Regions from separate parts of the Mus musculus genome. Here region 1 is linked to region 2. A link is a contact called in public ChIA-PET data. All regions are on one chromosome and are shown on one strand. Each heading gives the region's core, a stretch centred on a gene start, on an enhancer-like site or on the middle of the called end of the contact. The rest is flanking DNA. Distances are from core to core; before and after follow the strand shown.

Evidence for each region. ChIA-PET counts read pairs in DNA pulled down with a chosen protein or histone mark.
Region 1: a contact with region 2 is called in an RNA polymerase II ChIA-PET map of memory CD8 T cells, with 8 read pairs. The contact joins the enhancer-like site here to the promoter of Rad50 in region 2. A contact is called at or near these places in 1 of 39 promoter capture datasets (liver), 2 of 115 datasets of contacts at active chromatin or transcription factors (bone marrow-derived macrophages and memory CD8 T cells) and 1 of 9 other capture datasets (liver).

The regions. Positions count from the first base shown.
Region 1 is chr11:54,613,878-54,619,293 of GRCm38.p6, forward strand. All of the region lies in intron 7 of Rapgef6 (Rap guanine nucleotide exchange factor (GEF) 6), which reads left to right. Among named protein-coding and RNA genes, the nearest start is that of Rapgef6, 94 kb to the left of the region's middle. Within about 2 kb of position 3,919, at least 18 of the 459 cell types and tissues checked have an H3K27ac peak or open chromatin away from gene starts, as enhancers often do. A contact at or near this core is called in bone marrow-derived macrophages and memory CD8 T cells, where this site is marked.
Region 2 is chr11:53,704,778-53,709,495 of GRCm38.p6, forward strand. Rad50 (RAD50 double strand break repair protein) reads right to left here and starts at 2,542. Exons shown (of 25, transcript NM_009012.2): 1 at 2,150-2,542; 2 at 1,208-1,291. The coding sequence starts at 2,278.

The DNA.
Region 1 (5,416 bases), core at 2,669-5,168, 910 kb after region 2:
AAACAGAAACATTTTATCTTGACAAAAGCAGCTTAGAGGAAAGGGTATGTTTGCTCACAATTCCAGTTTTGCAGCACAGCATTGTGGGGAAGTCAATGCAGCAGGAACTTGAAACAGCTAGTCTAAATTCATCTCTAGTCAAGAGCAAAGAACAGTGAGTTAACGGATGCACGTGTGTGCTGGACTTCTTTCTCTACCCTTAACACAGTCTAGAATTCTGGTCGGGTCTTCTCAGCAGAATCAAGATAGCCCTCTGTAGACATTCTCATAGGTCAACCTGATATAGATAGTCCCTCATTGAAACACTTCCCAAATAATTCTAGATTACATCAAGTTGATGATTAATGTATGTGACATTCCATAAAACAAAGCAAATCAGGCCAAAAAAAGGTAAAAGTAGAGGGGTATTCTTATATGCTATGCCTTAAATGGAATAAACTTAAACAATAATTTTAAAATGTGTGTGGAACAATTAAAGGAACATCTACTAAGAGATAAATTAGAACAGAATAATAAAGTAGACCTCAAAAAATTTTAAGATTTTTAATAAGAAGCCATGTGTAGCATAAGAAATATTTAGAAAAAATTGTGTGTGTGTGTGTACATGCGTGTGCATGCCTGCGAGTGTGTATATAAAAGAGCTCAGGGAATAAAACAGAGGTAAGAAAGGTTAAACATTAGTACTGGAGCCAGGACTACCATTAGAGAGATACTTGTTAAAACTATGAATATACTATTTTGTTAGATATGAATATTGCTGATAACTGAACCAACAACTGTTAAATTACGTGGTTGTAAGTATTCCAGCTTTTGAAGGATTTCAAGTGTGAACACTGAGCACTTAACTATACAAGCAAAGTATTGTGAAATGATGCAAGTATTTTACTTTGGAGAGTTGGGGTTAGTACTATACTAGAAGCACTGTGTAGCCAAGTATGAGGCTACATACTCTTAGGCACTGCTGCCTTTTGATTTTTTTTTTTTTTTTTTTTTGGTTTAAAAACAAAAGCCTTTGGGCTTAAAGAAACAAAAACATTTTCCACTGTTTAAAAAGAAGATTACAAGTAAGGTTCCAAAGTGAATGTTTTTTATCAGATTATCTTAAATTTTAACTCAATGTATCCATTAAAATGCTAGAATGTTCTTAGAGTGTTTACATGTCTTTCAAGAATGTACAGGAGAATATGAAGTGCTTCTTTCTAGATCCTTTTTTCTATTAACTTTAGTCTTATTTAACAGCTGGACAATTGTAAAGCAATAGCTCTTGAACAAATACATTTGTCTTTTTAAAAAATTTTTTGATTTGTTTAGAACACAAAATGTGTCTCTATGTATGGGTTGTATACTTGAGTGTAGTGCTCCTGGAAGCCAGAAATGGGCATTACATTAGATCCCCTTGATCTTGACTTACTGGTTGTTCCAAGCAACTTAGGTGCCAGGAACCAAATTCAAGTCCTCTGGAAGAGTAATATATGTATGCTCTTAACTATAGTGCTGTCTCTAGGCATTTGTCTTAACTCACTCTTAAGTAATCTAAGGCACAAAGCCATTCATTCCCCCATCTGTGTGGAAAAGAAACAGACTTGTAAGAATCCCTTAACTTTCAACTCATGTTACCATGTTACCAGACTTTGGTACCATATCTCTATTAGAGCTGCTGCTTCCCCCCACCCCTTCCCCAATTAGCTTTGTTCTGCTAAATGTTCTTTAGCCACCGGTCTTTCAATTTTCTGTTAGGAATATCATCTGTTCAGTAGGGGTGTCACTCGGTGATAGATGTTACTTAAAAATGTAGATTTGCAAAAAGGAGCTGGCACAAAATTTTCCTTCAGAAAGGGCTATGATCTGGAGAGAGGAAGGATTCCCACCCCCATGACCATGGTGTATAAAGGAGGCATTATCAAGCCTTAAAATGAAAGAACATTAGACAAGAAAAAAAAAAATATCAGACCATAGGAAGCATTATAGAGCCTGCAGGGAAGAGGAGGGCATTTCTTCAGATCCTGAGCAAAGCTGTAATCAGCTATAACTCCCGTGCTGTAGAGCATGACTGGGTTCCCGAAAGTGAGGAGGGATGCGAGAGAACCTGCACTTGAAATCCAGAGAGAAGGGGAAGGGTGGGGGCGCTGATTCTTTTAGCTTCTCTGATGAACAGGGTAGACAAGCTTCATCCTGCAGCTTGAAGGCAGGCACTAGGCAGCACATAAATGCAGCTTGTAGCTGGGAGAAGTAGAAGAGCTGCACAGTGAGCTTCCTTACCAGGTCTGACCAGAGGCTGAGCTGCTCCGAGCTGTGGCCTCGTTTCTGGAAGAAAAAGGCAGCTAGAGAATTTGTGATCTGACAGTGGAGTGCTTGCCTGGTATGAACAAGGTCCTGGGGTTTAATCTGTAGTATTAATCCTAGGAAAAATACAAATACAAAAAGACACCATCTATGCCCTTGTCCAAGGCTAAGTTACCCACTACCCACATACAGTGCCATTTAATTTAAACTCCTACTTGAAACAAATTGCAAGAATGTGATGGCTTAAATAGTATTCTATTAATGAAATTTCAGTGCTTCGCTCTTACCAAACTACGAATTTCAAGCCTTTCATTTCCCACTACCATCTGCCATCTGGTTCTGTATTCCATTAGTTTCCTACAGCACTTAGAGTCTGCTTCATGGCAAGAGTACATGCTGCTGGACCCTCAGCATGCTTTTTCTTAGCTGTGTTTTTGGTGTTTTGTGTGTATTTATTATCAGAATAAATTTATGCAGATGGGAGTTTATGTTTTTACTGATCTTGTTTCTTTTGCTGAGTCAAGCACTGTGGTACTTAGAAGTAATCTAGAAAAAAATTCAAGGTGAATAATATTTGAAGTAAATACCAGTATTGGTTTCAAGGTAAATGGCAAAATATCTCTGCTAACTAAAATGTTGGTCTGTAAGGCAGAGGAGAGAAATGGACAGGGCTATCCTGGACTGCAGAATTGTGGAAGATTTCATTGCACAAAATTCTCCTCTGACCAAGAAGACAAGATGAGCTTAAAAGCTGAATGGTCCCTGAAAAGGGAACCTGGACATGATGATGCTGAAAGGAAAAGCATTGAAAATATGAAGTGCTGGCTTAACACTTAAACCTCAATTTTAAATGTGGTTTTTATAAGTTTGTATAACATTTTCATTAAACATGTGGCACCTTTTACTGTAGCTTCATGTTTAGTTGCAAACAGGAAAGAGATATTCTCTGATGGTTTATTTGGTGAAGGCCAACTCATCGTAGAGTCAGCTTGTACTCACCGCATTATATGTACAAAGTACATGTGACAGGAAAGGAAAACCAAGAGAGGTTTAATCCTTGTCCTACTAGACCCCTGTGCTTAACCTATTTATCATAATCTTTTTAATGATCTGCCTAGGGCGGGCTCAGTTTGCTAACTATCCTACAAAAGTGAGTCTCCTACCATCTCTTAATATTATCATTCTAATCCTGTGATTATTCTGCTCCTTTTAGTCGACCATTGTCCATCTCTTCCATTTGAGTCTTCATATTTACTCTCTTAACCATGCCAACCACCAGTGTTACTCTGGGCTGGTCTAGAACTCAGGGATTCAGTCTTTCATATGTTGGGATTGTAAGCGTGAGCCACCACATATAGTTAAATTTATTCATCTGTTCATTTTACAGTTAATGAGAATCCTTCTTTTTGCTTTAAAGTACATGTTGGTTACAGAATAGGATATTGTATATGAGATACTATCATAGTCCATTCAAGCTGCTGTTTCAAAAAAAAATGCCGTGCACTGGGTAGCTCACAAACAGTAGAAATTCACTTTTCATGGTTTTAGATGCTGGGAATTCCAAATTACAGTAATGACAAATTTGCTATCCTGTGAAAGATCTCTTTCTGATCTGTAGATGGCACCATCTAGCTATTTCCTCATATGGAAGAAAGGTTGGATGGGCTTCCTCTGGCCTCGTATAGTACTACCCGTGAGGCACTACCCATTCATGAGGATTCTAATAACTTGGTGAGGTTTTAGCTGCTCAGAGGCTCCACCTTCCAGCACCATCATCTTGAAGTTAAGATTTCTTTCTATTAAGAATTTTTAGGGTGTTGGAGAGATGGCTCCATGTAAGAGCACTTGTGATTTTGGCTCCTAGCTCCATATAGCAGCTCACAACCATCAATAACCCCAGTGCAGGGAATTAGATGCCCTTTTCTGACCTCTGTGGACACCAGGCACACATGCAGTTTACTTACAATACATGTAGCCAAAACATTCATATACATATAATGAAAATAGTTATAATTTTTATGGGCTGGAGAGATAGTGCAATGGTTAAGAGTACTGACTACTCTTCCAGAAATCCTGAGTCCAATTTCTAGCACCTACATGGTAGCTCACAGCCATTTTTAATGGTATGTGATTCCCTCTTCTGGTGTTCATGAAGACAGAGCACCACTCATATTCATAAATAAATGAATAACTCTTTTTTAAAAAGTTTTAGGATCTGGGGATATGCCTTGGCTAAAGGAGCCTTGGGTGGCCCTATATTTGATGCCTAGCACTGTTGAAAAGGGAGGAAGATGTATGTAGCCCAGTTAGTAGAGTGCTTACCGTTACCATTAGGTTCAACCTTAGCACTTCATAAACTGAGCATAGGAGCATATACCTATAATCCTAAATGGCAGCAGGAAGATCAGAAGTTTAAAGGCCTTCTTGGCTACAGGTCAAGGCCCATCTGGGCCACATGAAACCCTGTCTCAAAAAGGAAAAGAGGATAATGGTCCAGGCCATAGCAGCAGACTGTTACAAACCATCTTTTCTAGTCTTAAAGGAGCTCATTGTATATTCATTCTGGATTATTAACTACTTAAAAATAAAGAGGAATCCAAAGGCACTATAAATTGTGCATAAAGCAAGACTAAGTTGTCATCTGAGCCCTAATGTGAATTAACAAAGGCCAGAAGATTAATATGCTGGCCCACAGAGAAAATGTGGAAGCAGTTCTGACAGCAGGGAGGCTGTAATTGCAGATACGGCTTTCTTTCCTGCCTGTCTCTAAGGTCGTTTTGTGTCCTATGGCTTACCTGTTTTTTCTCCATTCTTCTCTGTGATCCTGTTGCTGGCACTCTTTCTCTGCCCAGTATGTTGTATTTCTGTTGCTTCATTGCTCTTTCTGGTTCTGCTTCTCTTACTCAAGAGTTCTCCTTCCCATTTCCCTGCCTCTCCTCTTCCTGTTCATTTTTAGCTTTGTTCCTATTTTTAACTCTTTGAAACTTGTATTTATGGTCACATACACACATATTTATACATCCTACTGCAGCACAAGGAACCTGCCAGTGTCTACCCCTCATAGAAAAGTGACTTTTCTACACCTTCTTTATAGATCCTCAGCTACGACTGGGGCCTCGGGAGCAACTCTATA
Region 2 (4,718 bases), core at 1,292-3,791:
GCTGGATTACAGGCATGCTGCGGCATACCAAGCTTACATGAAAGTTTAAAGTCACATTTAATGATGCTACTTAAACGACTTACAGGTGATTGGTTAAATAAACAAGGGCTGGAGGCAGATGCAAGTCAATCTCTGTTCATTCAGGGTCAGCCTGGTTCACATAGTCTCAGGTCAGCCAGGACTATACAGTCAGACTTTGTATTAAAGCAAGTAACAACAACCCTGCAGGACATGAACTCAACGAAGCATTAACAGAAACTAAAACCAGCAAGTGTGTATATGCATTAACAGATGCACAGCACACCACCTACTTAATTTGTATAATAAACAAAATTCTGATACACTAAAATATAAATGTGAAAGTGTAATTATAGATACACAAAGACATGGTTTTACAAGCACAGAAAGAATTTAACAATAAACACTTACCTTAATGGGATTCTGCGGCACTACATAAATTCACATTCTTGTTGCATATAGATATGCAAAACATATTTATATGTAAAACATCACAATCCAAACAAGGCATTCCAAAGATTTACATCACGGTAGACTATGGTGAAAAACTAAAAGCAATCTAACTGCAAATAATACTGCAACTATTAATGATTTTATATAGCATCACAAATTTCAACTAAAAGACTCCAGCTAAATTAAAAAAAAAAAAGTCTAAAGATTGAAACATCCCATACACCAAGATTAAGAAATCATTATAGTGGTTTTGCTTTCTTCTTCAAAACTTCCTTTTATTATTTGTTATTATTATTAGAGGTGTGTGTGTGTGTGTGTGTGTGTGTGTGTATGTGTGTATGTACACGCGAATGTCTGTGCATGACACAAGGTCAGAGAACTCATTGTGGAGTCAATTCTCCCCTCACCCTTCTTAAGTTTGACCCTGGCGTGACCAGCAAATGTGTTTACCTGCTCTTGTCAGCCCTATTGTGCTTTAATAACTTCACACTGTATGACAGTGCTCTGGGGGGAAAACCCCGAAATGTACCATTAGATAGGACTATGATCTCTGCTGGGTTAAACAGTACATAGGAAAATAAAAATGCCAACAATGGTTATCACTGGGTGCGTCCACTGCAGGTGACCATCTTCTCTGCATACTTTCCACTCTAAGGTCCTCTACAATAAGCAACCACTACTTTTAGAATTATAAAAATTTAATTCTTAAAATACAAAACTTTACAGACACCATTACCTTGGGATCATGAACAAATGTATTTCCTTTGGTTCCAGGAGGGAAATCTCCAGTACAAATATACTTTAGACATTCAATGATGGTCTAAAAAAAGAGCAAGTTGTGTGTTATTTAGTGATGAGAACCACAGTAGTTTATGACAAATATTCATTCACAGCCAGGTGTGGAGGTGTGTATCTACAATTCTAGCATTTGGTGGACAAGAAGATCAGGTCAGCCTAAGCTATGTGGGATGCTGTGTCCAAAATAAATAAATTAAATAATAGCAAAAAATATGTATACATGTAGCTAGTGATTATAAGCGCTTTATTATGTCTTCCTTCCAGGAGATCAAGGCTAAGAACAGACCTGGTACAATGTCAAGTAACATTTCCACATAAAAGTCCACCTCCTGACATTCAACATCCAAGTTGGTATTTCTGGCTATCTTGCAACTTATTGTGTAGATCAAACTGGCCTCAAACTCATAGAAATGGGCATGTCTCTGCCAATCTAGGATTAAACGAGTGTGTCACAACGCATTGCCCAAATCTTCAGAAGTAATAAAATAATTTTCCAGCGTTAGGGCTACTCTATCAGCTTCATGTCCACAATAAGTCTTTTTTTTTCCATCGTTATGTTTTACCAGTAGACATGTTTTGCAACTCTAGGTTACCTATCTCTCATATTTAAAAAAAAAGCTTTTTGGAGGGGCTTTTGGGAGGTCCCAGTTGGGCACAGGTAGGTGGCGAGAGTCTGCTACGCTTCCGGAACTAGGGGGCGGGGCTGGGAAGCAGGGGCGCAGCCGGCCTTCCCCGGGAACGAGATGCCAGAGCGGAGCGCACGCGTGGGCTTCCGACACTCCGAGTTGCTGGGCCGGACCGGCTCTGAGGTCCCCGAGGCCCACGCAGCGCGCAGGGCGACGCCCTAAACACCTTCTGGGGCCCTCGCCTCAGGACTTACCGTCTTCCCCGCCCCATTGGGTCCAACCAAAATTGTGAGGGGGCTGAAGAAAGAGATAATCTGCTTATCTTTATCCTCTATCCCAAAACTTCGCACGCCCAGAATGCTCATCTTTTCGATCCGGGACATGTTTGCACCACGTTCCTTTACTCAGTGCCAGGGGCGAGTTTTAACCTCAAGGCGGAAGCTGGGCAAGCCGGGAAGGAACGCCGCGAGAGGACCCAAAAGTTCCGAACACGCGCTGCGAGCAGGAGCTCCGGTGGCGAGAGCACTTCCGGCCCCGCGGGCTTCGGTTTCCCGGGAGGGCGCGGGCCGGTTAGGGTCTGCACAGCCCAGAAAAGCCAAGCGAGCCAGCAACCGTAAGCTCGCACATTCCCGCCTCGCACGACCTGGGGTCACGTGGGGGCGGGCGCGTACTTGTCCACGCCTCTCGCACGCCCGGGGCATGCCGGGAAGTGGGAGTCCTAAGCAACACGAGCAGGACGAGTAGCTGTTGTCTTTTAGAAGTTGGGCAGGGAGGCAGCTGCCACCTATCACTGTTTGCTTTGACGTTTTGAGATCGGGTCTAGCTCTGTAGGCTCGAACTTGCGATTCTCCTGCCTCAGTCTTCCAAGCGTCGCTATTACAGAGCCTCCTAGCCCATCTTAAGTAGCGAAGACCATACTTTACGTCCACATTTGGATCCCTGGACCGCATGGGTAGGCTGGGGTGCAGTCGGAGACCCCAGTTAGTGGTTTGTTAATGACATCTACTGTACGGACAGTACTGTTTAACAGCGTTTTTCACTGTCACTTTTTATTATTATTATTATTTTTTTTTTTTTTTTTGGTTTTTCACTTTATAGTGGCGAGTAGTTTCTCTTGATCACGTGACTGTGGTGCTGCCATTACAATAGACTGCACTCTTGTATATATTTTTCCTTTAGAATAAATCAGTTTTCATTTCTACTAAGCTGTAAATGTTGCTAGTTAATGCTTACATAGGCTTGTGTTGAGATCCTTGCAGAGCTAATGGTTTTGTGAGCTGGAGAGGTGGCTCAGTGGTTAAGAGCACTTGCTCTTGCAGATTGTCGGGGTTCAATTCCCAGCACCCACATGGTGGCCCCAACCATCTGTAATTCCAGTTCCAGGGGATCTAACACCCTCTTCTGACCTCCCTGAGTTCCAGGCATAGACATGCTGTAATACATGCAGGCAATACACAAAGTATATATGTGTGTGTAGGCTTTTTTTAAAGTTTTGCCACTGAACTATTAGTAACATATACAATGCCTCCACCCTCAGCAGTATTTAAAAGTGCAAAAGGAGTTTAAGACCAAAAGTTTGTGGACCCAAAACCAGATGCTGTTCCAAGACAGGGTTCTTATAAGTAGGAAGAAAGTCCGCTCCTGTCAACAAGGTCACAAGGTAGGAATTAGGTAGAAAGGGGCTGGCTATGGAGGCTCAAACCTGTAATTCCTGCACTCAGGTGAGTGACTGAGGCAGGAGGATGCCTTTCACTGTTAAGTGTGGACTAAGAGTGAGACCCTGTCTCATACAAAAATAAAAGGCTGGCCTGGCGTGCCCAGCCCTGATTCATAGATCAACAGCACAACTCTTGGACCTAGGCTCACAGAACATGTCAGAAGAGGGGGTGAAGAGATTGTAAGAACCAGAGGTCCAGGAAACCTGTGAGATTGTGTCTCCTAGAAATGACAGAAAATTTCACACATGATACCATAGCAATATGGCTGCCTAAACAAGACCTGAACAAGGACAGCATCAGTAGACATGCTGACATGGAAAGGGAGCCCATAGAGAACTACAATGGAATTAACTGCTGAGAAGAGAAGAGGTGGTCTTTTCTGGGGAGGAGTTGGTTATCCAATACCAAGTGGTTAGCCCTGAAATCATATGTGTACAAGTAACACTAACTGGCTCGGTAGGTTGTTTGTGTGTGTGTAAAATAACAAAGAGGCCATGAATTTGAGAGAGAGTAAAGGGGAGACAGAACATGAGAGGGCTGAAGGGAGAAAAGGGAAGGGGGAAATGATATAATTACATTTTAATTTTTCCATTGTCATTTTGTGACGTGTAATCTTGGCAGCCAGGAACTCATTATGTAGACCAAGCTGGCTTCAAACTGAGAGAGCCACCTACCTCTGACTCTCAAGTGCTGGGATCAAAGGTGTGAGCCACCACACTTGGCTTCATGCTTTAATTTTTTTTTTTTCAAGAAAAAGAAGAAGCCAGACAGACCTGGTGAGACAAGCCTGTAATCCCTGTTCTAGGGAAGCTGAGGCAGGAGGATCATTGCACATTCCTGTGGGGAGCCGCCCTCACATTCGCCGTTACAAGATGGCGCTGACAGCTGTGTTCTAAGTGGTAAACATAATCTGCACACGTGCAGGGGCAGTTTTCCCGCCATGTGTTCTGCCTTTCTCGTGATGACAACTGGGCCGATGGGCTGCAGCCAATCAGGGAGTAATACGTCCTAGGCGGAGGATAATTCTCCTTAAAAGGGACGGGGTTTTGCCATTTTCTCTCTCTTGCTCTTGTTCTTTTTCTTGTTCTTTTTCTTGCTCTTTTGC